3 separate regions of the Mus musculus genome follow, and regions 2 and 3 are each linked to region 1. Evidence: chromatin contacts called from public Hi-C data. All regions are on one chromosome and are shown on one strand. The core of a region is the stretch at or near the end of the contact, and the rest is flanking DNA. Distances in the headings are between cores, read along the strand shown. Region 1 has its middle 40 kb from the start of Gm24726. Region 2 has its middle 46 kb from the start of Gm30906. Region 3 has its middle 86 kb from the start of Gm30820.

Evidence for each region. A called contact is a pair of places that touch in the nucleus more often than the background predicts.
Region 2: a contact with region 1 is called in a Hi-C map of the HPC-7 cell line, with 4 times the contacts expected there. The contact joins two enhancer-like sites. A contact is called at or near these places in 4 of 484 Hi-C or Micro-C datasets (the HPC-7 cell line, Th1 cells, bone marrow-derived macrophages and 1 more), 3 of 115 datasets of contacts at active chromatin or transcription factors (bone marrow-derived macrophages, effector CD8 T cells and neural progenitor cells) and 1 of 9 other capture datasets (embryonic stem cells).
Region 3: a Hi-C map of cortical glia shows a contact between it and region 1, with 2.5 times the contacts expected there. The contact joins two enhancer-like sites. A contact is called at or near these places in 2 of 15 datasets of contacts at CTCF or cohesin (CD8 T cells and the NIH/3T3 cell line), 6 of 484 Hi-C or Micro-C datasets (the HPC-7 cell line, LSK cells, Th2 cells and 3 more), 4 of 115 datasets of contacts at active chromatin or transcription factors (the HPC-7 cell line, acute myeloid leukemia, bone marrow-derived macrophages and 1 more) and 1 of 9 other capture datasets (embryonic stem cells).

Annotation. Positions count from the first base shown.
Region 1 is chr10:7,887,162-7,890,384 of GRCm38.p6, forward strand. No RefSeq gene overlaps it. Among named protein-coding and RNA genes, the nearest start is that of Gm24726, 40 kb to the left of the region's middle. Within about 2 kb of position 1,495, at least 18 of the 459 cell types and tissues checked have an H3K27ac peak or open chromatin away from gene starts, as enhancers often do. A contact at or near this core is called in the HPC-7 cell line, bone marrow-derived macrophages and cortical glia, where this site is marked.
Region 2 is chr10:8,128,579-8,131,801 of GRCm38.p6, forward strand. No RefSeq gene overlaps it. Among named protein-coding and RNA genes, the nearest start is that of Gm30906, 46 kb to the right of the region's middle. Within about 2 kb of position 1,618, at least 55 of the 459 cell types and tissues checked have an H3K27ac peak or open chromatin away from gene starts, as enhancers often do. A contact at or near this core is called in the HPC-7 cell line, where this site is marked.
Region 3 is chr10:8,064,211-8,067,433 of GRCm38.p6, forward strand. No RefSeq gene overlaps it. Among named protein-coding and RNA genes, the nearest start is that of Gm30820, 86 kb to the left of the region's middle. Within about 2 kb of position 1,716, at least 102 of the 459 cell types and tissues checked have an H3K27ac peak or open chromatin away from gene starts, as enhancers often do. A contact at or near this core is called in the HPC-7 cell line, bone marrow-derived macrophages and cortical glia, where this site is marked.

The sequences.
Region 1 (3,223 bases), core at 245-2,744:
TTTGTCTGAGTCTATGTATGTGCACTACACACATACCTGGGGCTCCCACCTGGAAGATGGGGTTGGATCCCTGGAATTGGAGATTGTGAACTACCATGTGGATGCTGGGAACTAAACCCAAGTCCTCTGCAGGAACAGCAAGTGCTCGAAACCACTGAGCCTTCTCTCCAGTCCCATTTCCCTAATTCTTTTGTTGTTGTTTTGAGACAGGGTTTCTCTCTGTAGCTTTGACTCCTAGAACTCACTCTGTAGACCAGTCTGGCCTCAAACTCAGAGGTCTGCCCACCTCCGTCTCCGCCTCTGGAGTGCTGGAATTAAAGATGTGTGCCACCACCATCTGGACTGCCATTCCCCCAACTGGACTCAGGCTGGCACACAGGGGTGCACTAGATATGATCCTTCCATTCAGATTCTCTGCTTTTGGGTGGTGTCTCTAGTGGATGAGGGCCTATTAAAATCTTGAAAAACAGAAGCCTCTCATAGGACATCGGTTTAGACTCAGAGAAACTCTTTATACCAGGCATATTGCCTTCTTTCTTTAGATTACTGGGGCAGAAAGCAGTTACAGATTGGGAGCAGCTTGAAGTTGGAGACCTGGAGCCACCGGTGGGAAACAGGTCTCCTGAGCTGTCCTCGTTTCCGGGCTGTCTCTGCGCTGGCCAGAAGGGTGTTTTGTTTTGTTTTGCTTTGCTTTGTTTTGTTTTGTTTTGTTTTGTTTTGTTTTGTTTTGCCAGGCTTGAATCTAGACTGCTCTAGTTACCATGCATCGTTCTCATTACAGATTTGTGAAGTTGAGCAAGGATGGTCTAACTCAAGCTCACTTGCCTTCGTGTCGCTGTGAGGTGGGAGAGGAAGAACCTCATTCGTGTGCAGCCTAGGGAACAGTTCTGTTTAGATGTTCACATTGTGGCTTCTGGCATGGCCCTGACAGGTAGAGTGTGGACATAGATAACTTCACTCCCCAGCAGGTACAGTGGAGGACTGAGTTCTTTCCAGGGACCTTTGCCTAGAGTCAGCCGGTGCTGTCTTTTGGAGAGGCCCCTCAGTAGGGAAAGCCGCCACTCTGAGGGAAACGCTCCTCCACTTTCGGACCATTACAGAACTAACCTTGTAAGACTATGTTTCTGGAGGCAGGACTGCGGAGAACTTGCTCAAGCTTTTCTCTTTCAAATTTTCCAGCCAAGCAATGTTTTCAACATAAAATGTTCCCTTGTAATTATGCTGTTTTTGGATTTTCCCCTGCTTGACTTCCGTTCTGTTTAGTCAGCAGTTCGGGGGCTCCGGCCACATACCAAGCCACCGCCTGAAGACAGCATGGAGTGTATCAGGGAAGCCAGGACTCAGGGTCTGGAGGAAGAGCGCAGACATCATTTCCTCCCTATCGCTGAGTTTAATGTGGAAGGTGATCATGTTTTTGAGGTGCTGTATTCTCCCCCTTCCCTGTTAGAGGGCACACAGACAGAGTGCAAGAGAGAGAAACGAGAAGTAATGTCAGCTACAGGACTCCCTCCAACTTAAGCAGGAGGAAGGAGGCAGACCACAGGGGAAGAGACAGCCGATATAGGATCTGGGGCAAAGCTTCCAGCCCTCAGGGTACTGGGGTACCCCTGATTTTGAGCCTGCCTATGCCCCTTTCCAGCCTACCTCAACTACAGTAGCAACAGCAGCAACCGTGTCCAGCTAAAACTAGACCCAAAGCGACTAAAACTAAATTCTTGAGCATTTAGCTCTGAGCATCAGGGTCTCTACAGCACAAAAGACAGAAGTCTGAAAAATTCACAACAGGTTTCCGTTTGTTGTTGCTGTTGTTTGTTTGTTTGTTTTGTTTTTCCCCATTAAACACACACACACACTTGGAACTGTACTTGGTCTCTGAATTTGAGTTCTTTTCTGACACAGAGTTTCATGGAATCTAGCATGGCTTCCAACTCCTTAAGTAGCCAAGATGACTTGGAAGTCTTGATCTTCCTGCCTCTCTATCTCCAGTGCAGGGATTAAAGGTGTGTACCACCTCAGCTGCATTAAGATGGCACTTTCAAAGTTGTCACTTCAGAGACAAGGGATCTCACGAAGTGGGTGGCATAAGGTTAGCCCAAGAGGGCTAAGCCCAGGAGGTGACTATGTGTTTAGTTAGTATCACAGCCTCTTACCCCCTAGATATTGAAACTCTGAATAAATCTGCAATGGCAGTTCTTCTTTTTTAAATTGGATATTTTCTTTATTTACATTTCAAATGTTATCCCCTTACCCAGTTTTCCTCCCTCCTGGAAATACCCTATCACATTCTCCCTCCCCCTGCTTCTATGAGGGTGTTCCTCCACCCACCCACTCCCATCTCCCCACCCTCAATTCCCCTATACTGGGGCATCTATCCAGCCTTCATAGGACCAAGGACCTCTCCTCCCATTGATGCCTGACAAGGCCATCCTCTGCTACATTCGCAGCTGGAGCCATGTGTACTCCTTTGTTGATGGCTTAGTCCCTGGGAGCTCTGGGGAGTCTGCTTGGTTGATCTTGTTCTTCCTATGGGGTTGCAAACCCCTTCAACTCCTTCAGTCCTTTCTCTAACTCCTCTATCAGGGATGCCACGCTCAGTACAATGGTTGGCTGCTAACATCTGCCTCTCTATTTGTAAGGCTGTGGCAGAGCCTCTCAGGAGACAGCCATATTAGGCTCCTTTCAGCATGCACTTCTTGGCAACCACATAGTGTATATGGAATGAATCCCCAGGTGGGACAGTTTCTGGGTGGCCTTTCCTTCAGTCTCTGCTCTACACTTTATTTCCATAATTGCTCCTGTGAGTATTTTGTTCTCCTTCTAAGAAGGACCGAAGCACCCACACTTTGGTCTTCCTTCTTATTGAGCTTCATGTGGTCTCTGAATTGTATCCTGGTTGTTTGGAGCTTTTGGGCTAATATCCATTTATCAGTGAGTGCATAACCTGTGTGTTCTTTTGTGATTGGGTTACTGTGGGAAGCCACATGTGCCGTTGCAGAGTGGCACTGACTACTGCTGGCCACCACGCATAAGATTGGACAAACAACCAATGTGTACATATGCAGTAAAGTTTTTTGCAAAGACACTGCCTGGCCCAGGCATGATAATGAGGTTCTGTAAGGTACTGAGAGTATAACCAATCAGATGTGAGACATGCAAATGAGGTATGATAATGAGGTTCTGTAAGGTACTGAGAGAGAGTAGCCAATCAGATGTGAGACATGCA
Region 2 (3,223 bases), core at 368-2,867, 240 kb after region 1:
GGGCATGCATGTACTAGGACACACATGCGGAGGTCAGGAGACAACCTCAAATATCAGTTCTTGCCTTTCACCTCGTGTGAGACAGGGCCTTTCATTGTTCTCGACAGGCTGGCTGACTGGAGATCGTGTGGCGACTCCTGAGTTCTCTCTCCACCTTGCAGCAGGAGCTGTGTGGTTACAGATGCAAGCCACCATGTCCAGCTGTATGTGGTTCTGGGGATATGAACACTGGTGTGCAGACTTACACAGCTAATGGGTCCACACACAGACCCATCTCCCCATCCTATTGCTATTTTTTTATTAATATCTTTTATCAGATTTAGTCATATTGGTGTACTGTGTTGAATTTCACTAGATGCTTTTTCTGAATCTACTAAGATGACCAACCCCTCCCCTTTCATGTGTCACGTTAGTTGTATGAATAGATTTTCTGACTTCTACCTAATACTCTTACATCCTAACATAAATCTAATTTGATTATGATGTAAGGTGTCACGTAGGGTCATGGAAGATAGGATTCTGTTTGTCAACACTTTGGTTTTGCTTCTATTTTTATGAATTTAAAATTTTAAAATCAAAAACAATTATTATGGAGTAAAATAAGCTGAGATACCATTTGCTGTTTGCCTGCTTCCTGGAGAGAGGACGAGGTTGGCTAAGACTGAGACTATCGGTCCCTAAGTGAGAGGACATTGTTCCCTTAGGACCACTCAAGGTTAATGTGGGAAGGTTTTTAAAATTCCAATTTAATTTATTAACAGTTAACAAATCATCTATATTTGCTATTATTGCCCAAAGCATCTTTTGTTATTTCTACTTTTTAAGGAACACTTCTATTTCATTTAAAACCTCAAGGATGGTGTTTTCAATCTGCTCACTTTTATTATATATGAACTTGTCCTATATATATAATTTGATTTTTTTTAGACTTAATATTTGTTATTTCTGTCTTTTGTCCCTTTTCCTCAAGCTCTTTTGCAGTGCATCTTTCTTTCTATTGATCTATATCAAGATACAATTTTGCACATCTAGATCTTTGAAGTGTTTATTTTAATCAGCTTCAAATTTTCTGTTCTTGTTATTCTCATTTTTTTTTCTTTCCCTGGGTTGGTTGTGTTGTTTTTCAAGATTACCCTAGGAAACTGGATGCTGACTTCAAAAATTTAAAACAATCGATATAAGCAATATAGTGACATTAAATTCTCTTTCCTATACTGCTGTCCTCACATTAATTTGGCACTTAGAGGCTCTGGTTTTAGTTTCTCAGTGTTCCTCTAGAAACCTTAACATACATTTTTTAATTAGCAGGTCAAATTCAGTCTACTCGAATCTCTTTTGAAGACTCCAGTCCTGTGAGCTTCCTTACTCCCAGTCTCCTCCCAGTCTCCTCCCAGTCTCCTTCTGTGTTGTCATGATGCAGCAGTTCATTCTATCTTATTTCAAGTTTTCATCCCAATAGCTCTCACAGGGACATTGTCCCCACGATGGCTTTCACGTTTATTCTAAGTTCCAAGACTGTCCCCTGACCTACTTTGGCTTTCAGAGTCCTCCAGAGTGTGGACTTGAGTCTGGCCCTCGCTTGGAGGGTGTCAAAACCATCTAAACACTCACCGTCAAGAAACTGTTGCTTTTTCTGAGAACTGTTTGCCTCAGACCAATTTCCCCTGCTCTTGCGATGATCGAGCAGTGACCACTCTCTCACCTTTTCCTGTTTTCAAACCTGAGGTGTACTGTTTTCTCTATGAAACCACTCTAGGGGAATTTTCTGGCTCCCCCCAAAACCTGCTTTTAAAAACAAAGGTCACGAAACATTTCCCTTATAAATTCCAGGTATTTCTGTTGGTTCGTTCCCCTTCCCTGTTCCTGAGGCTGAAGTCTAGGGACTTTATTGGCAGCTCTACTCCTTTGGAAGTCAGAAAGTCTTGTGAGACTTGGAAACAAACGGCCCTGAACATTGTCAGAATGCACTCTGTGCGGCACTCACGCTGATAAAACTCGGCAGGGAAATCTTTTAAGATGGTGGGGAGCAGGGGGAGTGGGGCCCTTATCTGGTAAGCGCAGCCCAGAAATGACTGAAGATAAGAGAGAAATATGATCCATCGCTCAAAAGAAAAGAGAGCCTTTAACAGCCACTGGAGAATGAGAGCAATTGAATTATCACCCAAACGCTGCTTCTGACTTCGGGCAGAAAAAGGGCTCAGTGTACAGCGGAGGAACCAGTAAGCCCACGCCTATACTCGAAGGAGTCTCTCTTTCCATTCTTCCCCTGCGCAGCACATCAGGCTCCTTTGATTTCAGATTATCTCGAAGCTTATTGCACGCCACATTCATAGAAGAGGCGGTAGAGGAAGACAAGTGTTACTAGTGGTGACAGCAGGCCCCAGTGTGGAGGCGGCAGAACAGGCAAAGATAGGTCTTTGGAAGATGTAGCTACAAAATCGAGCTCTCTACTGACTTAGGCACTGGAAGAGAGGTGGTTCCTGTGAGGGCAGGGGATCTTTTGTTTGCAAAATCTATACTCAGGATGGTGGTTTTGGCGTTTTCAGAATCAGTGAAATGGGCTTTCCTAAGACAGGTAATGATGTCTTGGTTTGACAGTGGGGAAAGTCCTTCCACAAGTATGCAAACCTAGAGACCTTCCTTTTCTGCCTGAGTGTTGTTCACTTCTGTTTCGTATCCTTACACCCCAGCCTCTGGGCGTGTGTGCTCTTGGGAGACTGGGCTCTATCTCTGTCTGTTCTCTTTCCTTGTCTATGAATGGACATTTACCTGCATATATGTATGTGTATCACATGCATGCCTGGTTTCCATGGAGATCAGAAGAGAGCATCGGATCCCTTGGAACCAGAGTTACAGATGGTTGTGAGCCACCATGTGGGTGCTGGGATTCAAACCTGGTTCCTTCGGAAGAGCAGCCACTGACCTTGCCCACTGACCGTCTCCCAGATCAACCTTCCTCTTCTGCATAGGCTGGCTTCACTCACCCTGTGGAAGAACTTGGCAAGTGCTGGCCACATTTGCAGTATAGAATCTGCCAGTGGACTTTTGGGGTGCACCTTTCATAAACCTTTTCATATGCTATTTAGAGTCCATTTCTTCCTCCCTCCATCTCACTGTGTAGTGCAGGCTACCTCCATACTATGTATCCTGTATTCAAATTTCCCATCCTCCTGCCTCAGGCTCCCAGGGGCTGGTCTTACAGTTATGAGTCACAATTCTTGGC
Region 3 (3,223 bases), core at 466-2,965, 180 kb after region 1:
ATGAATGACAGTGTTTTGGGGGTAAATCTTATTTCCCTTGAAGGGCATGGCATATTTCTAATCTTTTGTGACTCAAAATAGGGCCTTCTTTGCTAACAGATCCATTGAAGATGTAATAAGTTAGGATAAGGCTGTATTAGAGGATAACTGGGATCTATAAAAAACAGATTTTTATCCCAATACAATCCCACATACTTGCTGTCTGAAATCCTTCCAAGTGTCTGGCCCATCGCCCTAGCCCTGTCATGGACATGTTCTCTTTTATGTCATTTAAGTGGCATTCCAAGGCAGACCGAGTCAACAAAACCCATAATCTGCCATCCTTATGCTGCATCCTGCATCCATGCATCATGTTCAGCATCCCTGCCTCTTCCTGCCCAGCAATGACTGAGCACCACAAATATAAAACAAAGAAAATAACCATATTTCCTTTGCTGAGGATGTAACTTTTAACTTCCTTTTCATCAATTGATCTAACTTGTCAAGTTAACTGAAACACTTAGGCTTAGCATCTTGCCTACAATGATGCCTGGATTCTTTTTCTTAAGAGTTTATTCTTGGGTACCAGCCTTTAACATCCTAGCTCTGGTGAAACAAAGGCTGGAAGACTGGTGCAATTTTGAGAATAGCCTGGGCTATATAGCGAATTCCGTACCAGCCCTGGCTATAAAGCTAGATCCTGTCTCAGAAAAATAAAGCATAAACAAAATTCAGCAGTTATATTATGAATTAAGCATATTACATTGCCTCTGCATATAGGAGCAATGCTATTTAGTGTTCTTTATAGCGTTCCTTGGATCTTCAGCTCCCTCACAGCTAATCGAGTTCTAAGAGGCTCTAGAACTTCCAAGACTGCTTAAACAACAACAAGCAAACTTAAGGTAATAGCAGGAAAATCCGGTACAAATTGCCTGGCATGTGACCCACTAGCACTGAGAAAAATTAGTAATAGAATGACTGGTTATTTGGTTTTCAGACCACCCAGGTTTAAAGTAGCCATGGAACCACAAAACTTTGCTAAAAGCTATCTTCTTATTGTGGGCAAAGGACCAGCTATTTAGCTATTACTTGGATAATCTTGTGTGATTGGGAAAACAGAAGCAGCCTTCTGATGTATGATCTCCCCTCCAAGGATTCAGAGAACTTGTTATTTTGAATGGCGTTCTTACATGGGCATTGGTGGTCAAGTACATGATTTTGAAGACCTAAAAGCAAAAGAGGAAACAAATCATCAAGATGTATGCTTCTATCTGTTTTAAGTAGCTTTTCCTCCCTGCTTCCATAGGCATAAGATGATTTCCTTGAAAACCCATTTGCCAACGTTCATTCTGACATCTTCCACTCATATCTGCTCCTTCAGGATTTCCTCAGCTAGGCCTTTTATACCATGACCTGAGATGGCACAGTAGGTATCCACCTATTTCTTGGCTGGCTCGTGCAGCCTGTACTGGTTTTGTGGGATAATCTTGCTCATTTCTAACATTTAAACTGGCAACATTTGCTTGATTTTATTTGAAGTTGTAATCTTTACAATACATGCGTTGTTTCAAAGCAATGGCAATAATTGCCTGGCTTCTGCTATGCCTGCACCTTAAAGCCCATAATACGTTGCAAATGAGAACTCTTAGCAAACTTGGCCTCAGGAAACCCTTAAACAGAGAACTGGTTCCATCTGCTGAGACCACTTCCGGGCTCCCAGAGTGAACAGAAGCTTGGCTTCCTGTGAGATCTTACAGTTGCTTCTGCTTCCGCTTTCCGGTTCTAGCTGGAGTGTGGTGCACGCTCTTAGCTCACTCGGGGAGCAATGTCTAATTGGTAGCAGGCTGCCAGGCTCTCCCAAAGCCCAGTATACATGCTATGACAGTGACCAGTGCTGCAGTGCAAGGGGTCTGATACTCATGCAAGACTCCTTAACCGAACTCTAGACTCAGTTTCCCTCCGGTGTTCTTCATAGCCATTCTTCCGTGATAAGATGTTTGAGGCACTTAAAGCTTTCTTATTCATTCCCTCAAGAATAGCTTGGAGCACGCATCTCACATGCTCCTCTTTGAGAAAGCAAGATAGAAATTACAATAATAATAATAGTAGTAGTAACAACAACAACAACAACAACAACAACAACAACAACAACAAAAGGCAACATAGTCCCTGTAGGAAAAGGTAGGACACTAGTACCCTGTCCCAACCACTTTGTCCTTATCTTTCTCATACTGGACAAGCAAATATTTATTTTCTGGGGCCTCCTTTGCAGCTGAGAGTGGCCATGTGACCCAGTTTAACAGGACAAAATGAAATCAGAGCTAACAACTCTTCTCTGCCTTTATGATCAGTACCCTATCTCTGTCCTTATTTTAATGTTTATATGATATTTTGTGGTATGTACATACTAGGCCTATCGAGACATTCCCCCAAATGATAGATTGCTGTCATTTCCTCTCATAATCCAATAGTGTCATGATGAACATCCTATTTCAATAAACATTCTCAACCTTGTGTATTGGTGCCTTTCTTACAGGACTGAATCTCAAATACTGGTTAACTGTCAGAACTTACACATGTTTATGTTTCCAAAGATATTGAAATATATACACATTTTTAAAAATAGTGATTCTCTTCTCAATAGCTGTATGTAAGTGGACTTATCTTTCTGCTTTACCAATGGCTCTTTTCAAGTTTTCCATTCTACCGAGTAACAATAGGTTATTAGGGTATTTGAATTTCCACTTTCCTGCATCTTTTTAAAGATTTGTTGACTGGGCAGACATGGGTCCACTCTGGCATTTTCTTAATGCTTGTTCTTATTTGTTCTCATTCCTCATGCCTCTTCTCTGTGCCATTTCCTCTTGCTGGGGCCTCCAGTGGCCCACTTCTGCTTTCCTGCCACGTATACATGATAAAGATTCCTATCAGCCTTCTCTCCCTACACCCTCTTAAAACTTCTTCTTCTGCTTTTATGGCTCCCTTTGTAGTTTCATGACCTACACACATACAGAAATAAGTAAACAGATAAGCAAACAAAGAACTGAAGTCTAGATGGTAGAAGAAAAGAAACAATAGCATTTGTCTTTCTGTGCCTGGATTATTTCATTTAACGTCCAGTCGCATCTGTTTCCTGCAAATGTGATTCACTTTTATTTATGGCTGAATAAACTTTGTGTGTGTGTGTGTGTGTGTGTGTGTGTGTGTGTGTGGATAGCTAGCCCAGCTCTATATTTTAAGGTAT